Linked DNA regions of Sus scrofa: region 2 is linked to region 1. The links are chromatin contacts, called in public HiChIP or PLAC-seq maps. All regions are on one chromosome and are shown on one strand. Each heading gives the region's core, a stretch centred on a gene start, on an enhancer-like site or on the middle of the called end of the contact. The rest is flanking DNA. Distances are from core to core; before and after follow the strand shown.

Region 1 (6,593 bases), core at 1,888-4,387:
CTCTGACCCAACAGGATCCACTGCATCTTGGGAGTGTTGGGATGCAGGTTCAATCCCAGGCCTGGTACAGTGGGTTAAGGCTCCAGCGTCGCTACAGCTGCAGCTTAGGTCAAACTCCCACTTGATCTGCTCCCTGGCCAGGGAACTCCATATGCCCAGGGGCAGCCGAAAAAAACAAAAAATATATTCTTATTTTACATTAAATAATATCTTAAGGGCTTAATAGGTTTTATGCCTGAATGTTGAAGCAGTGTGTGAAGTAAGTGAAACTTTCAAGCTTTCTTCATGCAAATGAGCAGATATGCTTAACAAATCGATCTTTAGTTTATAGGATGAACAAAGCCACTGTCAGGTGAGCCCTGATGGTACATGTAGACACACGCACACACTGGCTCAGACATGTATTAGCATCACGTGTTACTGCGCTGAAAAAGTACTTCGTTGACTGAAATATGCATATATGAATTAAGTAATGTCCCTTCTGCCTAAGTCTGGTTTTAAGCCCTGTGTGTCCTCTTTTTGACAATAATGTAAGAAACTTTCTGACTGACTAGGTAAAGAAGTCAAAAAGAGCTTGTTTCCCTTCTAGTTTCTTTCTATGCCTTCCTCATTAACTTGGAATTATATTATGTGGTTTGTTGTAAAAAAAAAAAAATAGCACATACGTGGTGGAAGAGGGGACAGAGGAGATGAACATTTGCTGATAGGAGCCAAGCTCTTCATATAAATTACCTCATTTATTCCCTGCAGCAAACTGAAAGGGAAATATTGTATAGATGAGGAAACCGAAGCTAAGAGAGCTTAAATAACTTGACCAAATTTACAGAGCTCATAGTTAGAGGAATCAGAACTTCTGAATCTAATTCTAAAATTTATATTATTTTTATTATACTGTGGTACCTTCTATGGATTCTGAAGTTTCATATAGGAAAGACAAGAGGGAGAGTTTCATTTGGAAGGTAACACCTCATATTGTTTGGATTACATTTTCAAATCTAGTTAGTAAATCCACATGCTGCAAATTTAACCTGTTCTTGAATCTTCTATGCAACAGTCTGCATTTTATAGTTGGACAAACATGTCTAGAAAGAGTTTCATCTTGGTAGCTAAAAAAGACAGTTGGAGACTTTTGCTTTTGGTACAATATAAAGTGTTTTTGGTAATGACCTTTTCAATTGTGGTATTAATGTCTTAGCCAAAGCTCTACTCATTGCCAGGAAGAGAAAGACACTCAAGAGAAGTTTATTATGAGGTTAAAATGGGCCATCTTCTGGTGATCCTAGAGGGGGGGAAAAATCAATGTTCAGACCATGCATTGGTTTAAGAATGAGACCTAGAACCAAGGTACTTCCTCTGTCTCCACCGTGACCACATGATTTACTGGTTTTGCTTCTCTCTGCACATCTGCTCCATTCTCCAGCATTCTCTACCCGTCATCAGTATGCTTATGGTTGAAAATAGCCATCATAGATCCCAATTTCTCATGATCCCCAGATTACCATCGAAGGACATTCTTGGGTCTCTTTAATTTTGACAGCACTGATTCCTAACTGCCATTTGTGTCCTTGATCCAGTGTCCACTGGTGGTACCAGGGAGGGAGATACAAACATGATTTTTATGCCTACCTCCTTAGGAAGGGTTACCAGTATGGGCAATTCCTAGAGAAAAGGGCTCTGAGTGAAGCAAGCATTCCAAATACACCTCCAACCTTAAATAAAAAGTATGTGAAAAAAAGTCACATTCACAAAGTTTGGGGAATATTTTCATATAGTCTCCTTTGATCTGGAATTATCTGTTCCCACCTTACACTTAAGGAAACTATGACCACCTGGCTTGGTGAAGGTCATCTGGCAAAGTAAATGGAGGACCTGGGACTAGATACCAAAGCCCCTAGGTCTTTCCGCCATATTAAGCTGCCTTTTGTCCATGGAATTGGACACAGTTTATGGAAGAAAGTTGCTTTGTGGTGGTTGTACACCTACAGTTTAATTCACAATTAGCACTCATGAATGAATTTGCTAATTTGAAACCACAATGGGTTTTAGCTTCCTTTCATGGAACCACATCTTTGTGTTGCACCTAACAGTTAATTCTGCACTCCATTGGAAGCATGTAAATAATTTTCTTATATTGGTATGGTACATACTTGTAGGAATTATGGATACCAAGGAAAAAAATATGTTGAATAGATTGTTTTGGGCTGTTGAGTAATTGTAGTTCAATTTTGTGCAAGTAATAGACTATGCCTTTGAAATATGGACAGTTGGTGTGGAGCTGGAACATTTTGGTTAAGGGAGGCACAGGCTCCATAAAGGTGGAAATGTCCTAAAAATTCATGAACAAATGAACCTTTAGTCAGATCTAGTCCCTGGCAATTTGTGCCAGTATTTTTTTCAATGACTCCTGAACCTCAAACCAAAAATCAAGAAAAAAAATTTAATAAAAATGCTTGCAGTTATCCTCTTTTCCCAGAGATAATACAGTTTCCCTGTGCTAAATTCTGTTATTTTTTCCAAAATTTGAAAAAGTGATTATATTTTAAAGACGAAAGCAATTTATTCCTGTCCTCAAGAAAAAAAAAGTCCAGTATAGTGGACAAATTGAAATGCATAAAAATATAAGATATTTTTAAATCTCATTCCTAATGGACATATCTCTGGCAATGACACCATGGCAAGAAATGAATGGCAGTTTTTCATGCAAGAGTATTACAAATAAATTCCTGTAGTACTTTAAATGTCTGGAAAAGTCTCTAGAAATGGACCTTAAATGGTTACACAGTTAGCACTCAGATATCAAAGAATTCAGCAAAATAGAGACTGTTTAAATATTAAACATCAAATTTTCCTTCTTTCAAAGGACTAATAACTTAGCAATAAAAATTGTCTTTGAATCTTGCCATCAGAAGGTCTCAGTCAGGCAGTGGATTTTAAATAAAAATTTGCAAGCAGTTCCTATTTAAGCAAAATTAACAGCTGAGCAAAGAGGAATGAATTAGTAGCCTGCCCCAAACTCACCTTGAACAGACAACAGTCCACCTCCTTTGCAGTACAAGCTCCTCCTCTGTGGAGCTGCCTGCAAAGCGAAAGCACCCAGGATCGATGCTGTCAGGGAAATGCATCTGCACTGAGGCAAGGCACTAATCAAGTTCTCCTGCAGCTGCTGACCTAGCCCGCAACACTGGAAGAAGAAACGCGCAGCCATGAAAGAGAAGCAGAAGAGAAAAGGAAACAATGAAGGAGGAGTCCCTGAGATGGAAAATAATGGGACACCCCCACAATAAAAATCTCTTTGTCCGCAGGGATGAGGAAATATTTCATTAAGATATTCTCGAAAAGACCCATGTAGAGTGAGAGGCAAAGGGTAAAATGACTTGCTGAGGCTTTTCTGGGGAGCAACTAGAGCCTGAGAATCCATTCCCAAATGGCAGCCCTGTTACTGGACCAAAAACGGAAGGTAGGACCCAGTCAAAAGTAACAGAAGGAGTCATAACCTGGGAGGGGTAGAGCTAGGGCAGTACAACACATTTTTTTCTGTACTTCTGTTCTTCTGAAAACTATTGATCCTGCTTGGTTCTCAAGAGAACACGCATAGAGAAGGAACCATGACATCATAGAATCTTGAGGCTATAAATAAGCTAAGGCTTTCTAGTCCAACCAGAGACAAGGATTGGGAGATTCAAAAAGATCTAAGAGCTTCCCCAAGGTCACATACAAATGAGGGGCAGAGAGCTAGAAAGAACCAAAATCAATTTCTCCTAGATTCAGGACAGTTCTTTTGGAGTTCCAGTAAATTTTCCACACTTCCGAAGCCTTATTAGCTATGGGCTCACGTTGGAACAGTTCATTTCAATAAGTAAGCTAACATGAAACAGCATTGGATAGTTAATAATAAAAACGATTTTTATAAATAATTACTTCAATAGGAAATATGACTTCTGTCAACCTATGAAATACATTTTGTTTTTGCAAATAATATTGCAGTGTTATCTCTTATTAGATGTCTGGGATTCTTTTCCAGATATTGTCACCAGCTGGGTTAGGTGTTATACAGCATGCGTTGACATTTGAATTAGTAAATTTCTATCACGGAAATAAGGAATTTAGAGAACCTAAGTAGCATTCATTATAGACAGTGTCATTACTTCCAAAACACTTACTTTTTTCCTCTCATTTATTTGATTAACGCATACAAAAATTACAGGAGTTGTAAGGAACCAGAAGAGGAGTAATTTGGCTAGAGTAGTTTGCATATGGAAAACCTCTACTCAGGAAGGTCTTTAGGTAAGTGTATTTGTTTTCATCTCCTAAAAAACATTTGTCAGGGAGTTCCCGTCGTGGTGCAGTGGTTAACGAATCCGACTAGGAACCATGAGGTTGCGGGTTCGGTCCCTGCCCTTGCTCAGTGGTTAACGATCCGGCGTTGCCATGAGCTGTGGTGTAGGTTGCAGACACGGCTTCTGATCCCGCGTTGCTGTGGCTCTGGCATAGGCCAGTGGCTACAGCTCGCATTAGACCCCTAGCCTGGGAACCTCCATATGGCGCAGGTACGGCCCCTAGAAAAGACAAAAACAAAACAAACAAACAAACAAAAAAAACCCTACATGCTAGGCCCACTATAAAACAAAAAGCACACTTTCACAGGATTATCTGCTTAAGATTTCTCCACTACTATGTAAATCATTAAAAAACTGAAAGGCTGAGAGCCCTGGTAAAATTCAGAGGACATGTGGTAATTGGCACAGCACAAACATTGACCAATAGCACCACAGTATATTTATTCGCCTTTCCTTCCAGCACTGCTTAGAGTGTGGAGGGTCATGCCATGGAATTGGTAGCATTATTATTATGTTTATCTGTGTTTAGAAATAAAGGTAAATGAGAACATGTATTTCAGTATTAGATACAGCATGTTAGATTTTGGCATATACTTAAATTTTAACATCTACTGTGTGCTAGATGTAATGCTTGGTGCAAATGAGATATGAGATAGAAGTTTACGAGCTAGCAGGGAGGATGAACATGAACATAAAAGATTATGCAGCATGATCATCCCAGGATCCTAGGGGAAAGCAAGCCTAAGATCACAAAGAGGAGTGAAGGCAGGCACCTCAGAGAATGCAGGTTGATCCTGGGAGGATGGACCAGGAGAACAGGAGTAGAGGGAGAGGGAATTCTGGGCAGATGGAATTGTACTTTTCAGAGGCATGAGCATGAGAGAGAGTATTGTGTTCTGAGAGTATAAGTGAAAGGGTGGGGAGGGAAAGGTGATTCATGTAAGACAACAGTGGACAGGTAGCTAGGCGTCTGACAAGGAAGAGACTCCTAACTAGGTTGTTTCTAGTTTTTTTGGCTGTGATGAACAAAGCTGCTATGAATATAGCACAAGTTTTTGTGAATACATTTTTTTTTAACTCTCTTGTATAAACACTTAGAAGTAGAATTGCTGGGTCATAGAGTAGATATATACTTAACTTTTCAAGAAATAACACAATTTTTCAGAGTGGTTTTACCAGTCTATACATTCACCAGCAATTATGAGAATTCTTGCAGCTTAACACCCTTGCTAATACTAGATGTAGTCAATCTTAGATTTTAAGTCATTTTGGTGGATGCATGGTGGTATACCAGTGATTTTAATTAGCATTTCTCTGGTGATTAATGACAGTGAATGTATTTTAACATACTTACTGGCTATTTATGTCATCCTTTGTGACATTTCCAAGCCTTTTGCCCATTTTTAAAGTGTGTTTGTTTTTTTATCATTAAGTTGTAGATGAGCATTATATACTTTGGATATAAATGTTTTGGCAAATATATGTGTTATGAATATTTTCTCCCACTCTTCAGACTGCCTACTTATTTTCTTAATAGTGTCTTTTGATCGGCAGAGATATTTGGACTTTAATAAAGTCCAATTTACCAATATTTCCCTTTTATGATTAGTACTTTCTCTATCTAGTCTAAGAAATCTTTGCCTACCCTTCATCATGAAGATTTTCCCCTATGGGTCCTCTAAAATGCTTTCTGGTTTTAACTTTCTATGTAAGTCTATGATGCATCTCAAACTAATTTTTTGTGTATTATGTGAGTTAAATTTCACTTTTTTTGCACATAGTGTTACCCAGTTGTCGCAGAACCTTTACTGAATAAAACCATCCTTTCAACCCCACTGAACTTCCTTGTCATCTTTGTCTAGAGTCTCTTGACCCTATAAGTGAGGGTCTATTTCCAGACTTGTCTATTATGCTCCATTGAATTATCTGCCTATCTTTTAATCAGTACTACTTCATTTTGATTTTTATGGCTTTGTGATATGTTTTGAAATCAAGTAGGTTAAGGATTAAGTCTTCCAACTTTGTTCGTTTTTTAAAAAAATAGCTTTTGCTATTCTAGGACCTTTGTTTTTTCTTTTTTCTTCTAAATCAGTTTCTAAAAAAATACTTTTGGGATTTTGATTTGGATAGCATTGAATTTATAGATCACTTTGGAGAGAATTGACATTTCGACAATGTTGAGTCTATCAATCCATGAACATGTTATCTCCACTTAGGTGTTTTTTCTGAATATCTCAGCAATACCGTATATTTTTT
Region 2 (6,924 bases), core at 2,973-5,472, 59 kb before region 1:
AAAAGAAGGCATTTAACCCTTCAATATAAATCTATATTTTAAAAAAAGTTTTGTTTCCAAAATCATACACAGGAGAGTCAGATTTTTTTCTAATTCAGGATTCTTTGTTTCCATTTGTAAACAGAAAGAGATGCCCAGTCTGGGTTTTAGAAAGCAAATTAAGTTTGCAGCATGGCCAATTAGAAAAATCTTATTTGTACCTTCATATACAGCAAATTTGGGGGGGAAAAAAGGACTGGTGGACCAAAAAACATATTGAATGCTAAATGTAATTGCCATGATGACTCTGACTAAAGCCACAATCAAAAGATATTCTAAACTTTAAACCCACAGTTTAGTTGATAGCTTCTTTTCCACATCTACTCATTATACAGCAAGTCATGGAGTAAACGGTCATTTAGAGCATTATTTATCAAATTCCCATGTTCACAATGAACTGGAGCTACTTTCCACATTCCACTTTTAAAAAGTCACTAAAAATTCTTTGGGTCACAGGAGTAATATTAAACATCCTGCCATGGATAATGGTAAGTGAAATTGCAATCCATGGTCCTGGGTGTAAAGATTAGCTTCACTCCAAAGCATTTCCAAATCAAATAACTTCAAATGATAAACTTAAAAAAAAAAAATACTCCTTATGGACAAAGAAATTTCATAACTTTAGGAAAATATGCACTTTTATGCAATATTAAAGTGTTAGAAATATTTTTTATCCATAAAACCCACAATTATTATCAAGGGTTTACTAACCCAGTTAGGATTTTAGAATCTTTTCTGTCTAAGCTTAACATGCTATACTTTTTGGCTAAACAAATAAACTCATTATAATATCAACACATAATTTTTTACAGCAGCAGCAGCAGCACTTCTAAACATGTAAAAACATGTCACAGATTATAAAACAGTGATGATTTCAAGTGCAGTCAAAGTAATCTCAGATTAAAACTGGCATCAAGTTGTAATAAGCATATTCACCTACCAAACAGCACTAGAGTTTGCACTGGTCATTAAAAATAAAGGAAACCAAGGAGGACACCAGAGTATAGTATTGTGTGTGCATTTTTTTAATACACATACACACACACATTTATATATAATATATACAAAATTATATATATATGTGTGTGTGTTTTCTTTTTAAGAGACGGAAAATCCCAACCAGCCCTATAGGAAGCAGGAACATCTCTCCCTCTTTCTCTCTCAGAACTGCTTTCATTTTGACCCAAATTTGCTGGCTTACTTGAAATGATTTTACCTTTCTCATTAGAAATTCATTTGAAGTAAAACTGTAGAATCTTGAAATTTAGAGCATCAAAAATTATTTATCTTAAGGGAATGGATTTTGCCATTAATTAATTTTATACACTATTTCTCTTCTTTTGTCATTCATTTGGTGTTAAGTTTTGCCAATTTAGTTTAATGCCAACCTGCCTGGGAAACCTACCTTTGCAGGCAGATGTCCAGATCAAAAAATAGCCTATTTTCATAGGAGAGATATATGCAAACATTTACACATCACACAAAATAAGGTTGAAATGGGTGGGGCCACTTGATTGACATCCATTTGTCACTCTCATTGGAAAATTTCATGGGCAGCTTCCAATATGCTTAGACAAATTTAGATGAATGGAGACTCTGACTAATGATGCCATTATCCATATACCAAATATAAATGAAGGCCTAAAATCCTGAGTCATTCATGTGAGCCGCTAAAATGACAGAGGAGGGAAACTTAGAAAAATGAAAACAAAATGTCTTGAGGTGGCAAATTAATAAAAAGAAATAACATTCACATATGTAAAAAGAAACATGCTTAGTTTGGGCGAGGAGATCCAGTAAAGTCCAGAAAACAGGGCCAAATCTTATGAATTGCAAAAATTGCATTATGTACAATCTTTTTAGCAATAAAATTATTTTAACCATCAATAACTAAGGGTTGTTATTTTAGGAGAATGAAGTCAATACATTTGTTTTCCTGAGGCGGGCAGGGGCAGTATTGTGCTATTCATGAACTTCATTAATATTCATTAATTTTTAAAGCAGTTTGGTTAGCTTTGGCCATTATCAGATATTTTGCTTTTAAATAAAAAATAATTCCAAGAACTTCATTATTTAAAAATGTAATTAGCATGAAATTTAAAACCTACATTTTCTCTAGCAGACATTGTTCATTGGAGGGTGTATATTTTTCAGAAGGTCCTGTTTTAATTGAATTCCTGGGGTAAAATTCTAAAAATCATAGTGACTAAAATAACCTAAATGTAACCAAAAGTAAGCTGAAAATACTTTTTTTAAATGTTGGAATTAATTTCCACTTTAAAGAGTACCATAGTTGACCCAATTAGCTCTGCAAACGAATTCTGTTGTTTGACATTCTTTAGCATTTCGCTGTAGACTATTTTCACCCGTCCACTACCTTAGATCCCCAAAGAGTCCAGCACACATTTAGTGATATTTACCTTATGAAGTAACTAAATCCAGATGAGCATAGAGCTCACATCACTGTAAAAAGAAATTGTTTCCTCATGCTTGCCGCTCCCATTCAGGGACTAGAAACTGCAAACTGAAAATTATCCTTGTGCAACTAGGAAATTGTGGACAGAAATGCAAAATAGTTTTATTTGTATATAAGCCCAGCCATAGAAACCATACAAAACCTTGCTCTGCAAAAGTCCACCAGCCTTTGTAAATCAGGCTTTTTACACCATGACAGATTAACAACCAGGGCAAAAAATTCATGCACGTGGAGTTGGAAATGGAATCCTCCACATGTCCTTCTTGATTCATGTCCACACTGAGGTACAATAATGTTGAGTAGTATTTTGTGGGTTATAAGAAAATAAATAAATAAAAATGAAAGTACCACCCAAAGAAAAGAAGTCTGAATAATTCAGGGAGATTTTTGAGGCATGGCCAACAGGAAAATTCACTGTAGAGAATGACTAAACTTTCAGGAAAGCACACTTCTTTGTGTGTTTTTATTTATTTATTTATTTATTTATTTATTTATTTTTAGGACTGCCTGCTCTAAACTATATTTGAATCCGTTTGATTTGCATTTGTCAAAAGTAACTTACAGTGCCAGAGAAACACCTCAGTTACATTTTCTTTAGATTTTATTTTTAGCTTTGTGTTTTATTTTGTGTTTAAGATAGGCTAGCCCCTTGGGACTAGCACAATTTTCCTGTTTATGGTAGTTTGAAAAATAGGAGAAAGTGTCTTGCTTTTTGTTACCAAAGATTCATGACTGTAGTTATAATTTTTCTAAAAACAGTTAATAACAGCCTACCAACAAGAAGAGTAAATCCTGTACCTGGCTCCCTAAAAGGATTAAATCAGCCTCCCCACCATAACATAGTGGGATAATGGGCAATATTCTCTGCAGAGATAGTTATTTACTCTATAACTTATTTTTGAAGAATATAGAAAAAAAATTTGCTGCATCCACAAGTGGATTTCCAGTCCAAGAGAGATTTGGGGCTGCCCATTTTAGGGACACTGAACCCTTTCAGCTGCCCAAATCTGACCAGACATTACACAGGGGATACTTGCAACCCTCTCTCTCTGATCTCCAGGGTCTGAATGCAGTAAGTGGCCTCCCAAACAAGAGAGAAAAGTTAGTATCAGCGTCTGAGTTCCAACTCCTCCACAAAAACCTGTGGCCCTCAAATGCCACCAAATCCTGAATGCCTACGTCACAACTCAGCAAGTCAGGCCTTGTCCTCTCCAGTTTGAGAAGGATTAAAGGTGCCCAGATAAAACTACGGAATGGAAAGGGTTAATCAGAATCCTCCTCTTCCTCCTCCTCCCTCCGCCCTCCTCCCCCGCCCCCCCGCAGAGCCAGAGTATCTCAGCAGGGAAGCGACTGGAAACCACAAACACCCAAGCTGGGTAGCAGCAACTCTGAACCTGCAGACTTGGCTCAGGGAAAGGAGTCGGTTTAGACGAAATGGTTTTATCAAGGTATCTGAACAGACTCATCAGAGACAGAAAAGGTGGTGCGCCCCTGCCCTCATATCGCAGGAATTTCTTTTATGTTGCAGTCGAAGCCTCCAAATACATTTTATGACCCTAATGCCCTTTATTCCGATAGCCCCCGAGAGGTGTTTGTAGAACTGTCCAGCAGGAGTTCACAACGCAGAGGGAGTGTAGACAGCCCCCGCCCCCCTCCCGCCGTTAAGTGCCCAGCCACGGCGTCCAAGTAATCTTTGCTGAGGGGTGGGCCCGCAAAGAAACAACCTTCGCCCCGGTCCGTGCATCCTCCAACCCAGCGGTGGGCAAGAGGCTGCAGGACAAATTCGCTGACCCTGGCCCGGGCTCCCAGCCCCCTTCCCCTAACACCAACATCCCCCACGCCCTCCTCGGTCCCTTCCCCGCTTCCCATCCGGGGGCTGTCCCTTATCTTCCCCAGAAACCTACCGGCGCTCTGAGCGCCCACCAGCAAATTCCTAACAGCCCCAGCCTTCCAGGAAAGCAAAAGCAAAAAAAAAAAAAAAAAAAAAAGACCATGACATCACGGGCAGGTTTATTTGGGTTTGTTTGTTTGCTTGTTGGCTCGATTAAATACTCGTGGAAGGTGAACGTACCCCACACAGGAGAAGTTTGATGTTGACAAACTTCTGGTGGCAGCGAGACTGTGTCAGCACAACTTCCGGGATAATGAGAGCTGCTTTGCAGGGAGCGCGGCAGCGGCGGCGGGAGGCGGCCACAGGACGGAACAGCAAATGCTATTCAGCCCGAGCAGTTTCAAGCCGCCCGAGCTGGGGAATTACTGTAGTCGAGCTACGGCTCTTACCACCGGCGCTGGATCTGGGCGCGCGTTAGGGGGGGAAGCTGCAGGCACAGGGCGCCGAGAGGGGAGCTTTCAAGTTACTTTGCTCCATCTCTGCACCCGGCAGAGGCAGGCAGGCTGCGTGGTAACTGCCAACATCTTGTTCCCAGCTCCTTTGGGCGGTCGCCCTGGAACCAACCAACTTTTCTCTCCCCCAAAACTCCCTCTTTGTTTCAAATAGGACTCTCCAAAATTTATTCTTGGGAAGACTGACAGCCGGGGTCAAGAAACAGCTGTTGAAGTTAATGTTTCTTCCTCCCACTTCGTCTGATGGTTGTGCCCTGCCAAGACAAAGTGAGAGGCACTGCCTAGTGGCTTCTTTAAACAGACAAGCATTTAGCCAAAAAAAAAAAAAAAAGTGGGGGAAAGAGGGGGGGATATTTTCCTGCTTAACATACAATCTGATCAGAAATGCAACAGCATGTGCCTTTCAACTTGTGCTGATTACTCGCTGAAAAGATGCTGCATCTTTTAGTTTTGAACACTTTGAGCATTGGGGGCAGGGATGGCAGGAGAGGTGGTTGACACTTTTCAAATTTTAGTAAAGGGGCAAAAATTTTAAACCTTCCTCTGACCCACCTGTCCCCCTCTAAGAATGGTAGAATGGCCTTGGGGAGTGGGAAAAAAAGAGTTGCATTCCTTTGCAAGGTTTGATTCACATTTCAAATTCCATGTCATTATGCAGAATAAGGGCTTTCCTAGACCTAGGCAAATTGTTTTTATTTGGAGACCTAGGCCAACCGGAACCTTGCTGCCAGCTCCTGGTAGCTCTGGGTGGTTTTCTCCAGATTAAGCCTGTCTCCTCTCCAGTTCCCCAAACCAACTCCTTTGCCCTGAGGGCATACTCAGGGGAAAGCTACCTTGTTTTTTCTGCTTTCTTGGGGTGCAGGTTGGTTTTAGCACAGCCCTTCCTCTGCTGACTGTGCTTTTTAGGGTGCCCTGTTGTCTGCCTGAGTCTCCATCCCCTGACTGAGCCCTCTGCCAGTGGCCAGTCTCTGCAGTGGGAGTGGGCAGTTGGGAACTCTGTTCCTTCCTTCCACATCAGAGAGCTTAAGCACTCTTCCACCTGACCTCTTCTCCTTTGGGAACGCTCTGCTCACTTGGCCTCTTTCAGGCACAGTCATATGAAGACATAAAAGGCCTTCCCACTCCACCACCAGGTTATCCTGTCACCACATCGCAATGCAGTGCCATCACAAAGTGATATTGCATCAGACCCAAGGATATTTTAGGAAGCGCTCAAGCTGGGTCCAACCAACCTTCTGCGCAGGCATCGGGGGCCACACTGCCAAAATGAGGGCTGCAGAGCTGCTGGACAGGTGGCAGTGATGCTCTCTCTATTCTCAGCTCCATTAACCACTTGTTCCCTGACTCCAGCCGCCCCCACCCCACAACTCCGTGGCTTTCCCACCTCTCTCTGCCTAGCTCCCAGTTACCTTTGTTTTCCCTTGTGTCTTTTTGCAGGTGTTCCGGTCCACCTTCTGAGGTATTTCCTGTTTTTTTGCCTATCATGGTCACTCACTGAGACCTTGATTAGCATTTATTCTTATTAACTATAAATCCTCTGAATTACACTGGAAGTTGCACTGGCTGCCACACACACCGGCCTCCAACTTGGGTGTCTGCAGGCCTCCTCAACTTGTTTGACTTGGGTGAACTTTTCTCATTCTCTCAGACTCGGGGTGGCCCAGCTGGGCTGGCATAATGGCAATGGCCAAGAATCCGTGCACCACCCTCAGCAAGTGCCCCCTTCTCTGAGTCCTGCTAATGCAATCCAGCCGCCAATTGACTTAAATTCCTTCCGATTTATTGTTCTCAGTCCTTAGAGTGGCCAGTGCTCAGCATTGAGCAGGGCTGTGAGGCAGGCCTTCGCTGATTCTGGAGTTGTAATTTCCTACTACTGGCTCCTGCAGTTTTATTACAGCCTCCCTTTTTTCTAAGATTGACAGACATAAACCTCCAGTGTGGAGGCCTGCAACAGCACCCTTAAAGGCTTCTTTGTGTGGAAATGCAACCTTAGGGCAAAGTCGGCCAGGCTCCAGGAAAGGCACATTTTCCTGCTACAGGGAAGCACTGTGCTGGGACCAACCTTT

The links. HiChIP or PLAC-seq counts read pairs in DNA pulled down with a chosen protein or histone mark.
Region 2: an H3K27ac HiChIP or PLAC-seq map of skeletal muscle shows a contact between it and region 1. The contact joins two enhancer-like sites. A contact is called at or near these places in 3 of 5 promoter capture datasets (fetal skeletal muscle, liver and skeletal muscle), 18 of 47 Hi-C or Micro-C datasets (adipocytes, adipose tissue, alveolar macrophages and 9 more) and 1 of 2 datasets of contacts at active chromatin or transcription factors (skeletal muscle).

What each region holds. Positions count from the first base shown.
Region 1 is chr2:90,289,710-90,296,302 of Sscrofa11.1, reverse strand. LOC110259414 (a long non-coding RNA gene) reads left to right here. Exons shown (of 2, transcript XR_002341790.1): 2 at 3,161-3,294. Among named protein-coding and RNA genes, the nearest start is that of SSBP2, 30 kb to the right of the region's middle. Within about 2 kb of position 3,137, at least 36 of the 83 cell types and tissues checked have an H3K27ac peak or open chromatin away from gene starts, as enhancers often do. A contact at or near this core is called in adipose tissue, fetal liver, fetal skeletal muscle and 6 more, where this site is marked.
Region 2 is chr2:90,349,134-90,356,057 of Sscrofa11.1, reverse strand. It overlaps LOC110259415 (a long non-coding RNA gene), which reads right to left. Exons shown (of 3, transcript XR_002341792.1): 3 at 4,505-5,112. Among named protein-coding and RNA genes, the nearest start is that of ATG10, 84 kb to the left of the region's middle. Within about 2 kb of position 4,222, at least 71 of the 83 cell types and tissues checked have an H3K27ac peak or open chromatin away from gene starts, as enhancers often do. A contact at or near this core is called in adipose tissue, fetal liver, fetal skeletal muscle and 6 more, where this site is marked.